Linked DNA regions of Zea mays: regions 2, 3 and 4 are each linked to region 1. A link is a contact called in public Hi-C data. All regions are on one chromosome and are shown on one strand. The core of a region is the stretch at or near the end of the contact, and the rest is flanking DNA. Distances in the headings are between cores, read along the strand shown. Region 1 holds the start of LOC100273265 (Calcium-dependent lipid-binding (CaLB domain) family protein). Region 2 holds the start of LOC100191319. Region 3 holds the start of LOC100285054 (BET1). Region 4 holds the start of LOC100191512 (acyltransferase).

Region 1 (2,853 bases), core at 239-2,738:
TGCTGTTTTTTTTTTTTTACGTTCTCCGCTCAGCGGACCGCTGTGGGGCAGAAAACATCTGAAGCACGACGGCTGCTCTCTGTCTCTGTTTCTCTCTCGAACTCGCGGTTTGGTTATCAGTCGGTCCTGTGGAACCCTTGGCTTCGACAAAGCTGGAAAAGTTTGGAGCTTTCCAGTCATGCCAGGTTCTTCTAGCACACTCCAGCAAGTAGGAGCAAGTGTTCTTTTTGGCTGGTTTGTTGGCACCGTATTTCTTTTGGTTTCTTAAGTTTTCTAACAAAATATTTATTATTGGTAGATTTTGTTGAACTGTAGATGCACAGAGTCAGGCATGTGAAGTGAATTGACAGCATTGGTTGGGGATCGGAGCTACATGCCGAAACCGATTGGACCTCTGGTGGTGGGGTAGGAATTGGATGAGATGGGGGCGGCGGAAACGAAAGGTTTCGTGAGTCGTGATGATGATGGTGTGTGCATGGTACTCCAGCGGTCCTGCCCACCAGCGGAAAAAGGAGAAAGCTTGCGCGTCGAAACCGTGTGGGCGTGTGGTGGCCGCCACCGCCATGCCTCACGGCATCTCTCTGATCTTCGGTAGTGGCCACTGGCCAGTGGAAGCATCAGCACTGGATCCGGAGAGCATAAAGCATGAGTGCTACTCCTGTCCAATAGCAGGCTAGATCATAATCCCTATGTCCCTTGACTCTGGTTTTCGCGTGATGCTGTACTAAGCCGGTGATTGGAGGAGTCTTTAGGAGAATAGATTGTCCTATCCACACATACCGGCAAACATCCTTGATTGGAGGAGTGTGACTGAGGTAGTCAGGTAGAGGCCCTGTTTAGTAAGAACATCTCCAAGAGTTCCCCATAATTCTTTCAAATCAAGTTTTTTTTGAAAAAACACAAAAAATTGTCTCCAACAGTTTCTGTAAAGTGCTCCTAACTTTTTCATAGCACTTAAAGCTCTCATTTGTAGCTATAAATGTGTTTTTTTGGATTCCACAGAAACAATCTGTCGTTTTAAAAGATCTATTAGAGAAATGTTTAAAATCTACCCACACTAATTTTTTAGATGTCCATTAAAACTGATTTTCAGGAGTTATTTGCTGGGAAGCTCCTCTAACCAAGCAGAATATCATCTAAGGCGTGTATGGAGTAAAGTACAGCCATTTTTTTGGGATAGTCAATGAACTTAGCCGCTAAGAAAATATATATTTATATTTATTTATGGCAGTATTTAGGGAGGAAAGAAAGAAGAAATAGACTCCCATGCAGTTGTCCGTTCAAATGCAACGTCCAGAGAAGAAACCGATGAGCAGCGAGCCAGCCATCCTTTTCTAGTCAAGCATCGTCAGCGTCGCAACCGTCCGTCCGTCCGTCCCAACAAGGCCAGCCGCCACCTCCCCAGCTGACAGGTGAGCCCCACCCCACATCTCCCGCCACACTATTTATACCTTCCCTCCCGTTGGCATCCTCCCACTCGCTCACCATCAGCGATCCTTCTCTCTTGAGTGTCCTCCCATCTCATCCAATCCATCCCCGCCACCACAGGCAAAGGCAACCCAAAAGGAGCCGCCATGGGCTCCCGCTACGAGGTGGAGGTGACGGTGGGGTCGGCGAGCAACCTGAAGAACGTCAACTGGCGCAACGGCGACCTCCGGCCCTACGCCGTGCTGTGGGTGGACGACGGGCCCAAGTGCTCCACCCGCGTCGACCCCGACAACGGCGAGGACCCCGTGTGGGACGAGAAGGTGGTGGTCCCCGTCCCGCCCGCCTCCGCCGCGCGCCTGGGCGACGCCGTCCTCCACATCGACGTCGTCCACGCCGCCGGCGACGACGCCGACGCCGTCAAGCCGCTCGTGGGCTCCGCGCGCCTCCCGCTCCGCGACGTCCTCGATGACGCCGGCGGCGTCGGCGGCGCCAGGGTCTCGCGCACGCTCAGGCTGAAGCGGCCCTCGGGCCGCCCGCAGGGCCGGCTCGAGGCCCGCGTCGCCGTCCGCGAGGCCGCGCCGCCGCCGCGCTACTACGACCCGAACCCGTACCCGGCGCCCGCGTACGGGAACCCCGGCGCCGCCCGCGACCCGTACTACGCGGCGCCGCCGGCGTACGGCGGACAGCCGCCGTACGCCGCGCCGCCGGTGGGGTACCCGGCCGACGCTCCTCCTCCCTACGGCGGTGGTTATGGCTACGGAGCTGCTGCTCCGACGGCGTACGGCGCTGAGGCTGCTCCACTACCTGCCCAGCAGCAGAAGAGCAGCAAGATGGGGATGGGGACGGGGCTGGCCGTGGGCGCCGCGGCGGGGCTGCTGGGCGGCCTCGCGCTGGCGGAAGGGGCGAGCTACGTGGAGGACAAGTTCGAGGATCGCGTCGCCGAGAGGGTGGAGGAGGAGACGTTCGGCGACGGAGATTACGATGACGATTACTAGAATGAAGCAGGTCGGAGAGGAGATCATGATCATGCATACGGAACCGAAATCCAGGCAACAAGTCGAAGTCGAGTAGCTCAAATGTATTCAAATAATAAGTGAGATCACCCCAGTCGAGAAAAAAAATCAAAACTTGAACCATGGCAATATATGTTAATCGCCAACCATTTGATCGAGTACTTGGTTTGATTGTCCAATTCGAACCGTATCTTGCTTTCCATGTCGTACGTGGGCGCCTATATATATTTTTTGCAGTATGAACAGAAAAGAAAAGAAAAAGATGTCAGTGAAGCGGCAAGGCCGTACCCTTGCTAAGAAGATCCATGGCAGTCAACGATAGCCTATTTGATTGAGTTCTACAACTTCTATACCTTCGAAGAGATGCCTTTAATCCGAAGCGTGGAAGACGGTCAAACAATCGAGCGTTCAA
Region 2 (2,853 bases), core at 212-2,711, 250 kb after region 1:
CATCAGGCCTTTGCAGCTTTATGCTGATGGGGGTTACCAGCTGAGAATTAGGCGTCTTGAGGGTACCCCTAATTATGGTCCCCGACAATTTTAGTTGCTAACTATTAGTTTTAGAGGTTTGGAACAAGACCTTAGTTGGAGGCATTCAAACAACACAACTAATAGTTTAGCTATTAGCTACTTTTGGTTAGAGGCATCTAAACACCCCTAGCTAATAGTCCAGTTAACTATTAGGTATACGGGGTGAAAACGGTCGGAAACGATCGGTAAACACAAAAACCATTTTCGTTTTCATATTTTTCCTCGGAAACGAGATCGAAAACGGTAACTCCGGAAACGAAAACGATATCGGTAATTCGGAAACATCGGAAACGAAAGTTCGGTACGAAAATTACACCGGTTACGATCGGAATCTAAAAATTCGATCGGTAAAAACTGTAACTTGTACCCTCAATTGACTTCAAAAATTCACGTAAGTCATACATTTATATAAAATTAATAATAATATATAAGGTAGCAGGCCACAATAAATATATAAAGTAAGAAATCATAAAACAATAAAATCATTATTATGTATTTAAATAAAGTAGAATCAAGATGTGTATAATGATATGGCATTTACATTCTATTTATACACCTACTACTTGGTATAGTCAATATAACTAGTGTCATCTTGGTACTTCTTAAGTTCTCATTCAAATTATGAATATATGTATCAAGAGTAATAAGAGGTAAGAAAACATAAATAAGATTTATAAAAGTTTCAAACGATTCTAAACTATATATCATTAGATAGATCTTGATTTTAGAAAAATAATAAAATTAGTTTTATATTTTTCTAAGCTAAGATGAATTTATTATGAATTTATAAGATTAGTTCAGATTTAATATTTTTTTTGAAAAATACCAAATTTATTAGCGACGGTAAAATACCAAATAAAAACGGTAATTTCCGGAAACGATCGGAAGAAACCCAAACCGTTTCCGTTTCCGAGTTTTTCTACCGATTCCGTTTCCGTATTTTCGGTAACCGTTTCCGTTTCCGTTTAGACCTAAATTTCGGTAAAATTTCGAAAACGATTTCCGGTATCTGAAAATTACTGTTTCCGTTTTCATCCCTAGGTATACCTTCAACTCCTCGTTAGTTATTAGCTGATGGAACCTAGCTAAAAGTAGATAATAGTTAGTCAGTTGATTTCACTAGCAATTTTTTAGCCAACAAATATTAGCTCTAGAATCGGGGCGTTATGTCGGTATGTACTAGATCTAATAGTTAGCTGCTAAAATTAGTTGAAAATATTCAAACAGTCTAACTAATAGTTGTGCTTTTTAACAATTAGCTAGTAGTTAGCTAGTTTAATTTTACTAGAATTTTTTTTACCCAACTAACTAGCAATTTCCTCGGAACAAACATGCCCCATAAACTGAGTCTGCACTGAGCTACTCCTGGCTACCGCACCACGCTTCACCCGGCGTGCACTCCATCTCTCTGGGACGACTACGGCCGCCGCCGCCGCCGCCCCCACCTACGCCAGGTGCCGAGGCCTTCGTTGGCCTCTTCGCCGGTGACGAGAACCTACCAGGTATTCGCACCCCTTCTCCTCCTGCGATGCGATGCCGAGCACCCAAACCCTATCTGCTATTTGATGCCTACTAGGAATAACTTCGAATTATCGCAAACATTGCTGGGTCCGCTCCTGACCCATTCTCTTCCCTTCCCTCTGTGCGAAACAGAGCATCTGAACCCTTACTTGAAGATATTTTAGCTACATGTATTCGGATCTGATCTAGTTAGAAGTGTATAATACCATCTCAAAAGAGTTACAAGTGTATACATGTATTATGACTACTAATTTCCATTTTTCGGCAAAATTATTGGTTGTTCATGTGTACACACATGTCTTTTGCTGGTTCGCCCCTGCTTTTATGCTCCAAGACAGACTATTCGGTACTATTTTCTGTATTTCCAGAATGCATCTTTACTGCTACGTTTTCTGCCTGCAGACTTGGAGCAAGCCTCTCAACATGTCGTGGGCCGCAATCGAGAATGATCCTGGTAAAATTATTTTCTGTTGCCAAAACCAAAAAGTTACATTTGTTTAGTTATATATTGCAAGTTTTTATTTTTCTTTTTTAACACACGTTCTAAGTATGGCATAATAACATGGGTTCATCCTTGGCCCTGATTGAGTGATTGGCCTTTTTTAACTAATTGCTCTTGAAAAGAAGAATCGACTCTTAAGAATACATGCATTTTGTATAGGGGATTCATATCAGTCATGCTGATTGATGATTGCCTAACGTCATTTTATTCTCATTGGATGTTGATACTATTGGTTTGGACCAACCTGCAGTAGCAGTGTTTCATACTGCATTACAAAGATAAGCTTTTCATAACAGTACTACATGCAAGTTGCAACCTGCTTTAGTAAGGTTAGAAAATTGGGATGTATATGCCTGCTTGCATTCACCTGTTGCACCTTAGGAAGAGCGCCCATGTCTTTTGGGACAGCGAAGTAATACAATGATATAATTCTCAAATTCGAATTCATAGAATTTCTGCATTTTTTTGTGACATCTCGGAGTAACACAATAGTCATTTTCAATTTAGAATTCCATGTATTTCTGCCTTTTCATATTGAGCTGTCACAGAAACTCTTGTCTCTGGCATTTGCAATGGAGTGGGAGGAAAACAAAATTCTAGAACCTAGACCTCCCTTTCTCCATGTACTATACACTTTGAACTGGCCCACACTGTTATCTTTTTTCTCGCCTTGTAACTGCTTGCCCCTTTTTTTTGGCAAAGGAGAAATAGCTCATGAGCTTTCATATCTTGTATATTCAGGTGTTTTT
Region 3 (2,853 bases), core at 237-2,736, 190 kb before region 1:
AACTAGTAGTAATAGGATCAGTGAAATTCGTGTTTATATTAAATGTCAACTTCACTTCTCGTTCAGTCTTACCTACAGCAATAACCCATAATGTATTATTTAGTCTGGTCTTTTTGTGGGTTATTTTTAGTATTTAGGGCCTCTTTGAATGCACTAGAGTTAATAATTAACTGCTAAAATTAGTTAAAGAAATCTAAACATTCTAGTTAATGGTTCAGATATTAGCTACTTTTTTAAAAAAAAAAACTCGTCCAGTAGGGGAAAGATATTAGTTACTTTTAACAAATTAGCTAATAGTTGACTAGCTATTTGTTAGCCAGCTAATTCCACTAACAAATTTTTAGCCAACTAAGTATTAGCTCTAGTGCATTCAAACAATCCATTAAACACTCTATCAGAGCAAGCCGTATATCACCCAGGATAAGCTGTTTTGATTGTTTCTTATTGAAAAGTCACCCAACTAAGTTACAGATTTTGAGGGAGGGAGTCTCGTTTCACAGCAGGTCATATGCTGAACAGCGCATAAGCAGCTTCTCCATGCTAAGCAGGGTCGACCACAATAAGACGCAGGCAATGATAGACATCTAGTTGTCAGACACTGAAGTTCATACCCTGTTTGGCACACCTATTTCATAGCTTCTTTATAAATTTAAACAGAAGTTATACCAAATAAAAACACTTCTGATGAACTAAGGGCAAATAATAAGCAAGCTGCTTTTCACGAGCTTCTCAGCTGCTTTTCCAACAAACTGCAAACAGCAGTTGTACCAAACAGGACATGTCAATGTGCCATACTATATACGTGTCTGATGAAGTATATTGTCGAGCATGTGTTGGGCGTAGCCGATGTCAAACTAGCACCAACACAGCATCATTGGACAGCAATGCCACCGTAAGAGTGAAGCTACCTCCAGCAGCTCTTCTATCATATTTCCTATCTCACCTCTTATTTCAAAATGCTATCTACAGTATTTTGCGAGAAATTTGCTGTTTTGCCACTCTCAAATTTGACTGTCTGTTATTATGCCATCCCGTGTCTATGACTGGTAGGACCGTCTGTGTCTATGATTTGTGGGTCCGATAGCATACTGACGAAGCCCACAAATGATAATGGCAAAATTGCCAATGGCTCGTATTTTGCACCTGCTGCTAGACAGCCTGAGGTCGCGCGTTACCTGGTGGAGCGGAAATCTCGTTAGGGCATCGGGGCTGGAGACTGCGTTGCTTGGACGCGAGAGGGCTCCCCCTACCCGCCACCCGGCGGCGTCCATCGCCGGAAGCCAAGGCGGGCGATTCGCCGCGCAGAAATGGAACTTCTTCTGATCTTCTCCAATTGATTGAAATGGGCCGTAACCGACAGGCGATGGGCCCATCTGTAGCAGTAGTGTGCATGCCACGGTTGCCACCCAACCCGAAAACCGGAAGGCAGGTGTCGCAGGTCCGCCCGCCCGCCCAATATCGGTTACGATTTGGGCCCACTGACTCCAACCCCATTTGCGTGGTCTTGCTCCAGAAGGACGGAGGAGGCGCATCAAGCTTTCATCAGATCTCGCCGCCCACCCACACCGGCAGGCAGGCTCCGTCGGCTTCTCCGCACCCGTGAGAACTCTTCGGCCAGTGAAGGTCGCGTCCGATGAACTCGAGAAGGTCAGGATCCTTAATAGCTCAACCCTAGCGAGCAATCCCCAGGACATATCTATCTATCTCGACTGTTATTAGTGGGTAGAACGAACTATTCCGCCTTTTTTTTACAGGTTCATGTCATAACGTGAGCTTGCGTGTTTAGGAATGTGGCGTTTTTTTACGCGAAGTAATGTGGTATTGCCGTATTGGTGCCGAACAATTTTCCCCATGCAAATCTGTGTAGTTTATACCGTTCGTTGCACCATACGGTGGATCCTGTTACCCAGCTTCCAATACCTGACCTGCTGAGTACTATCTGCTGCGCCCCCGCTTGTCCCTTTGTGCCTGGTGAAGTAAATCCCATTGTTCTTGTGACGCCTCAGCTAATTTCCCGGTACCAGTGGTTGGTTTCCCGGAATTACGAATTCAATGCCATTTACCCCTCTTGAAGCCCCACTTTAGCAGTCAGTTCTGTCAAACCATGACCATGAGGAGTTTTTTTTTTGGCAGTTTTGAATTCTGATGGATAGTCCTCATTTTAGTTTTACCCTAGGCCTGGGTTGTTTCTTCGGTTCCATTAATCGACCGCCATCATGTATTGATTTTGATTCTTCGGTTCCTTGCATGTATTGATTACTTTTGAATTCTGTGCTGCCTGAGCCACTTATGAAATATGCACATCCACGAAAAATATTGACCATCATGTATGATCCCTTCTCCAGGGCAGCCAGACAAGTTTTAGTCGTATGTCATTTTCATTGAACTAATTCAAAGCTAAATGCTGTATTTTTGTTTTCTGGTCCTAGATCGCAGTTGTGTAGGATATAATAATCTTCTGTTTCATCCCCTTACTAAGTTAAGCTTGTCTATTCCTGTTCTTTTGTTTTACATGCAAATACATTGTTACATTCAGTTGTGGCAATGTTTGTAAATGTTGTTTTCATTAGTTTGTCATGATTTCCCAACACTAGTCATTTTGCAAGCCAATGGCGATACTATCTAATTGCACAGGCTTACTAATTAAGACTGTCACTGTGCCAGGTCTTGGTCTACTGGTAGTTTAACTTACCTACTGCAATTGCTCTGCATTCGTTCTGTGTAATTGGTGAATTGCAGTCTAATCGTAATTCAAGAAAATTAACAGAGCAGCAACTAGCAAGTGCTTGCATACAGCCTTCCAGTTTCCTCATTAGATTGTACCTCATCCTTAATTTTCCAATTTACCACTCT
Region 4 (2,853 bases), core at 263-2,762, 170 kb after region 1:
TTCTGTCATGTTAGCGCTCACGCCGGATAGGTCGTGATACCTTGTGTTATGTTCTGTAGTGTCGAGACGTGTAACCTCGCTTTTATCGTTTACAGTATCGATCGACTCCATGATCTAGTCGAAATTAGTTTCTTCAGAACTCCTAGAGCTTTTTTTTAAAGAAAAGGCTATAATGGAAAAATACGGGTGGTGGTCCCTTTCGGGAGGAAGAATTACCAGAGTACCAAACCAGCTGTGTCCTGTGAGCTGGTTTGGTATGTGAGGTGTGGCATGAAAAAAATACGGGCCGGCCGGGGCGGCCGGCTGATTCGAATCGAAGAAAAAAAGAGCGGCAGTGCAGAGCAGACTCGTGTGTCGATTAGGGATGAAAACGGGACGGGTACCCGGAACGGGTATCGGATACGGGTACCAAAACGGGACGTAATTTCGGATACGGATACAGGTATTTTGTTTGTCGGGACGGATACGGGTATTACCCGGATATTGAACCTCGGATACGGGTAGGATACGGAATCACTAATACCCGGTCAGTACCCGAAAATCCCGGGTCGGATACGGGTACCCGGAATTCGGGTACCCGTTTTTTCTTTTTCTGCATAATATAGTTATAAAATCATAACTTTTACATATGAAATCGGATGAAGATAAAGTTTATATGAAAATTGTAGAGCTTGAAGAGATCTATGACTTTGTAATACATCATGTTTTTGTTTAAACAATATTTTAATGATTTAATTGTATTTTGATGATTTTCTATGACAAGAAATTAATAATACATAAATAGCCTCAAAAAATTGTGAAATTTTACGGAGATACAACGTATGTCCATATGTAACCATAAAAAATGTTTGGATCATAAGATCTATAAGATGCCCACATTTCTTTCCTTTCACTTATTTGTATGAGTTACATGTGAAATTAGTGTAAGTATCCAAGTTTCAATATAATCAGTACTTCACTTTATCATTTTCATACGAGGACTTGAGTTATCTTCATATAAAATGTTTATTAGTTTTTGTAACTTATTTGCAAATTTTTAGAACTAGAATATTTTATGAATTTTAAATATTGCGGTGTTGGTTCTACAATGTTCTTGTGATAAGCAACTTTGAACTGCATGATGTCAATTTTACCGGTTTCCTTTCTTACATCTGATGTATCATATACATGATTATGTATTGCTTAACTTATGGATGGTTGGACAATTAATATCATCGGATGAACTACCCGACAATTATCCGGTACCTACCCGAGTAGTATCCGTTATCCGTTTCTTACCCGTCCGGATTATTACCCGGTCCCGTCCTGTATCCGTCCCGAATCTTAACTACCCGTATTCGGTCCCGTATCCGAGAGAAATATATTAGGGTAGGATACGGGATGACCCTATATCCGGCTGTATCCGTCCCGTTTTCATCCTAGTGTCGATCGCGTCGCGTGGTAACCATGAAGGCCGCGCGGCAGGCCATAAATGTGCACCTCCTCCGATCCGGGTCCTCCCAACCGAACCATCTACCACCTCCATCGCTTTTCTCCACCTCCAAGGCTCCAATTCAATTCCATCGCGCTGTCGTCTTCGTTGCCCGGTCGCCATTTTTTCCTCCTGATTTCTTCTTTTTCTTCCCTCACTATATGGTCAGGCCTCTGCCTGTCCCTCTCGTGTCGTGCCGTTGTGCGGTGCTCGATCCTGCCCGTCGCCTCTCCGGCCACCGCTGAGAAGATCCACCATTAAATGCCTGATCCACCCACCTCCTCCTCCTGGCTTCCCTATATCACTCACCCATCCACCTCGCTTCGACCTCACCTCACAGACTCCTCACACTTAGTACTGTTAGCCAGGAACAAGCCCCAGCAGCAGCAGCAGCAATGGCCGTGGAGAACGGCAGCGCCGACGAGGCGGCGGCGGTGACCGTGACCGTGACCGGCGCCCGCACCGTGGCGCCGGCCAAGAACCGCTGCACGCTCGCCACCTTCGACCTCCCCTACATCACCTTCTACTACAACCAGAAGCTGCTCCTGTACCGCGCCGCCCCCGACTTCCCGGACGCCGTGGCGCGCATGACGGCCGCGCTCGCCGACGCGCTCCGCGTCTTCTACCCGCTCGCCGGCCGCATCCGCCAGGACGACGGCGGCGCGCTGGCAGTCGAGGGCGACGAGGGCGCCGAGGTCTTCGAGGCCGAGGCCCAGGGCGTCGCCGTCGACGACCTCGCCGGAGGGGACTGCAGCGACGAGGCGGAGAAGGTCTTGCAGCACCTCGTGCCCTACACCGGCGTCATGAACCTCGAGGGCCTCCGCCGCCCGCTTCTCGCCGTCCAAGTGAGTGCCGTTGTATTGTAGTATTTCCGAGATCTTTCGGTCGCGCTATGGATCACAGCATGCAAACAGGATAAACTTGACACGCCATTCCCATTAATTATCAGTTGCGTGACGCCTTGTTCAAAATCGAAACGTACAAATCCCTTACATTCTTCATGATGTCATGTTAACACAGCAAACAGGATAAACTTTAAAAACATAGTATTTTTTTTAAAAAAAACAAATTTACGATTTTAGACAATGCATACATCATCTTGCTCCGATCCACATTAATCTCCACAGTAAATGAGTCTTGAATGTCAACCTACCCACTGTATACTGGCAGATGGAAGTAATGCATTGCTGGTACCAAGTACCCCAACAGCGGCTGCCTGTACAGTGCACATAAACCATTGGCCAGGCAACATAAGTCATCTTGTTTTTACAGCGATGCGTTTGCATGCATGCAGTTCACAAAGCTCAAGGACGGTCTGGCGGTGGGGTGCGCCTTCAACCACGCGGTGCTGGACGGCACCTCCACGTGGCACTTCATGTCCT

The links. Hi-C and Micro-C count contacts between places; a contact is called where the count stands out from the background.
Region 2: a Hi-C map of leaf shows a contact between it and region 1, with 6 times the contacts expected there. The contact joins the promoter of LOC100191319 here to the promoter of LOC100273265 in region 1. A contact is called at or near these places in 2 of 25 Hi-C or Micro-C datasets (ear and leaf).
Region 3: a contact with region 1 is called in a Hi-C map of ear, with 5 times the contacts expected there. The contact joins the promoter of LOC100285054 here to the promoter of LOC100273265 in region 1. A contact is called at or near these places in 11 of 25 Hi-C or Micro-C datasets (ear, endosperm, leaf and 2 more).
Region 4: a contact with region 1 is called in a Hi-C map of leaf, with 5 times the contacts expected there. The contact joins the promoter of LOC100191512 here to the promoter of LOC100273265 in region 1. A contact is called at or near these places in 5 of 25 Hi-C or Micro-C datasets (bundle sheath, ear, leaf and 1 more) and 1 of 3 datasets of contacts at active chromatin or transcription factors (leaf).

The regions. Positions count from the first base shown.
Region 1 is chr1:207,279,023-207,281,875 of Zm-B73-REFERENCE-NAM-5.0, forward strand. It overlaps LOC100273265 (Calcium-dependent lipid-binding (CaLB domain) family protein), which reads left to right and starts at 1,489. Exons shown (of 1, transcript NM_001147706.1): 1 at 1,489-2,598. The coding sequence starts at 1,575. The coding sequence ends at 2,423. It also overlaps a transcript of LOC100280242 not described here.
Region 2 is chr1:207,529,300-207,532,152 of Zm-B73-REFERENCE-NAM-5.0, forward strand. It overlaps LOC100191319, which reads left to right and starts at 1,462. Exons shown (of 6, transcript NM_001136753.1): 1 at 1,462-1,583; 2 at 2,005-2,056; 3 at 2,846-2,853. The coding sequence starts at 2,026.
Region 3 is chr1:207,089,328-207,092,180 of Zm-B73-REFERENCE-NAM-5.0, forward strand. It overlaps LOC100285054 (BET1), which reads left to right and starts at 1,487. Exons shown (of 5, transcript NM_001157949.2): 1 at 1,487-1,647. The coding sequence starts at 1,634.
Region 4 is chr1:207,453,915-207,456,767 of Zm-B73-REFERENCE-NAM-5.0, forward strand. It overlaps LOC100191512 (acyltransferase), which reads left to right and starts at 1,513. Exons shown (of 2, transcript NM_001136944.1): 1 at 1,513-2,316; 2 at 2,766-2,853. The coding sequence starts at 1,867.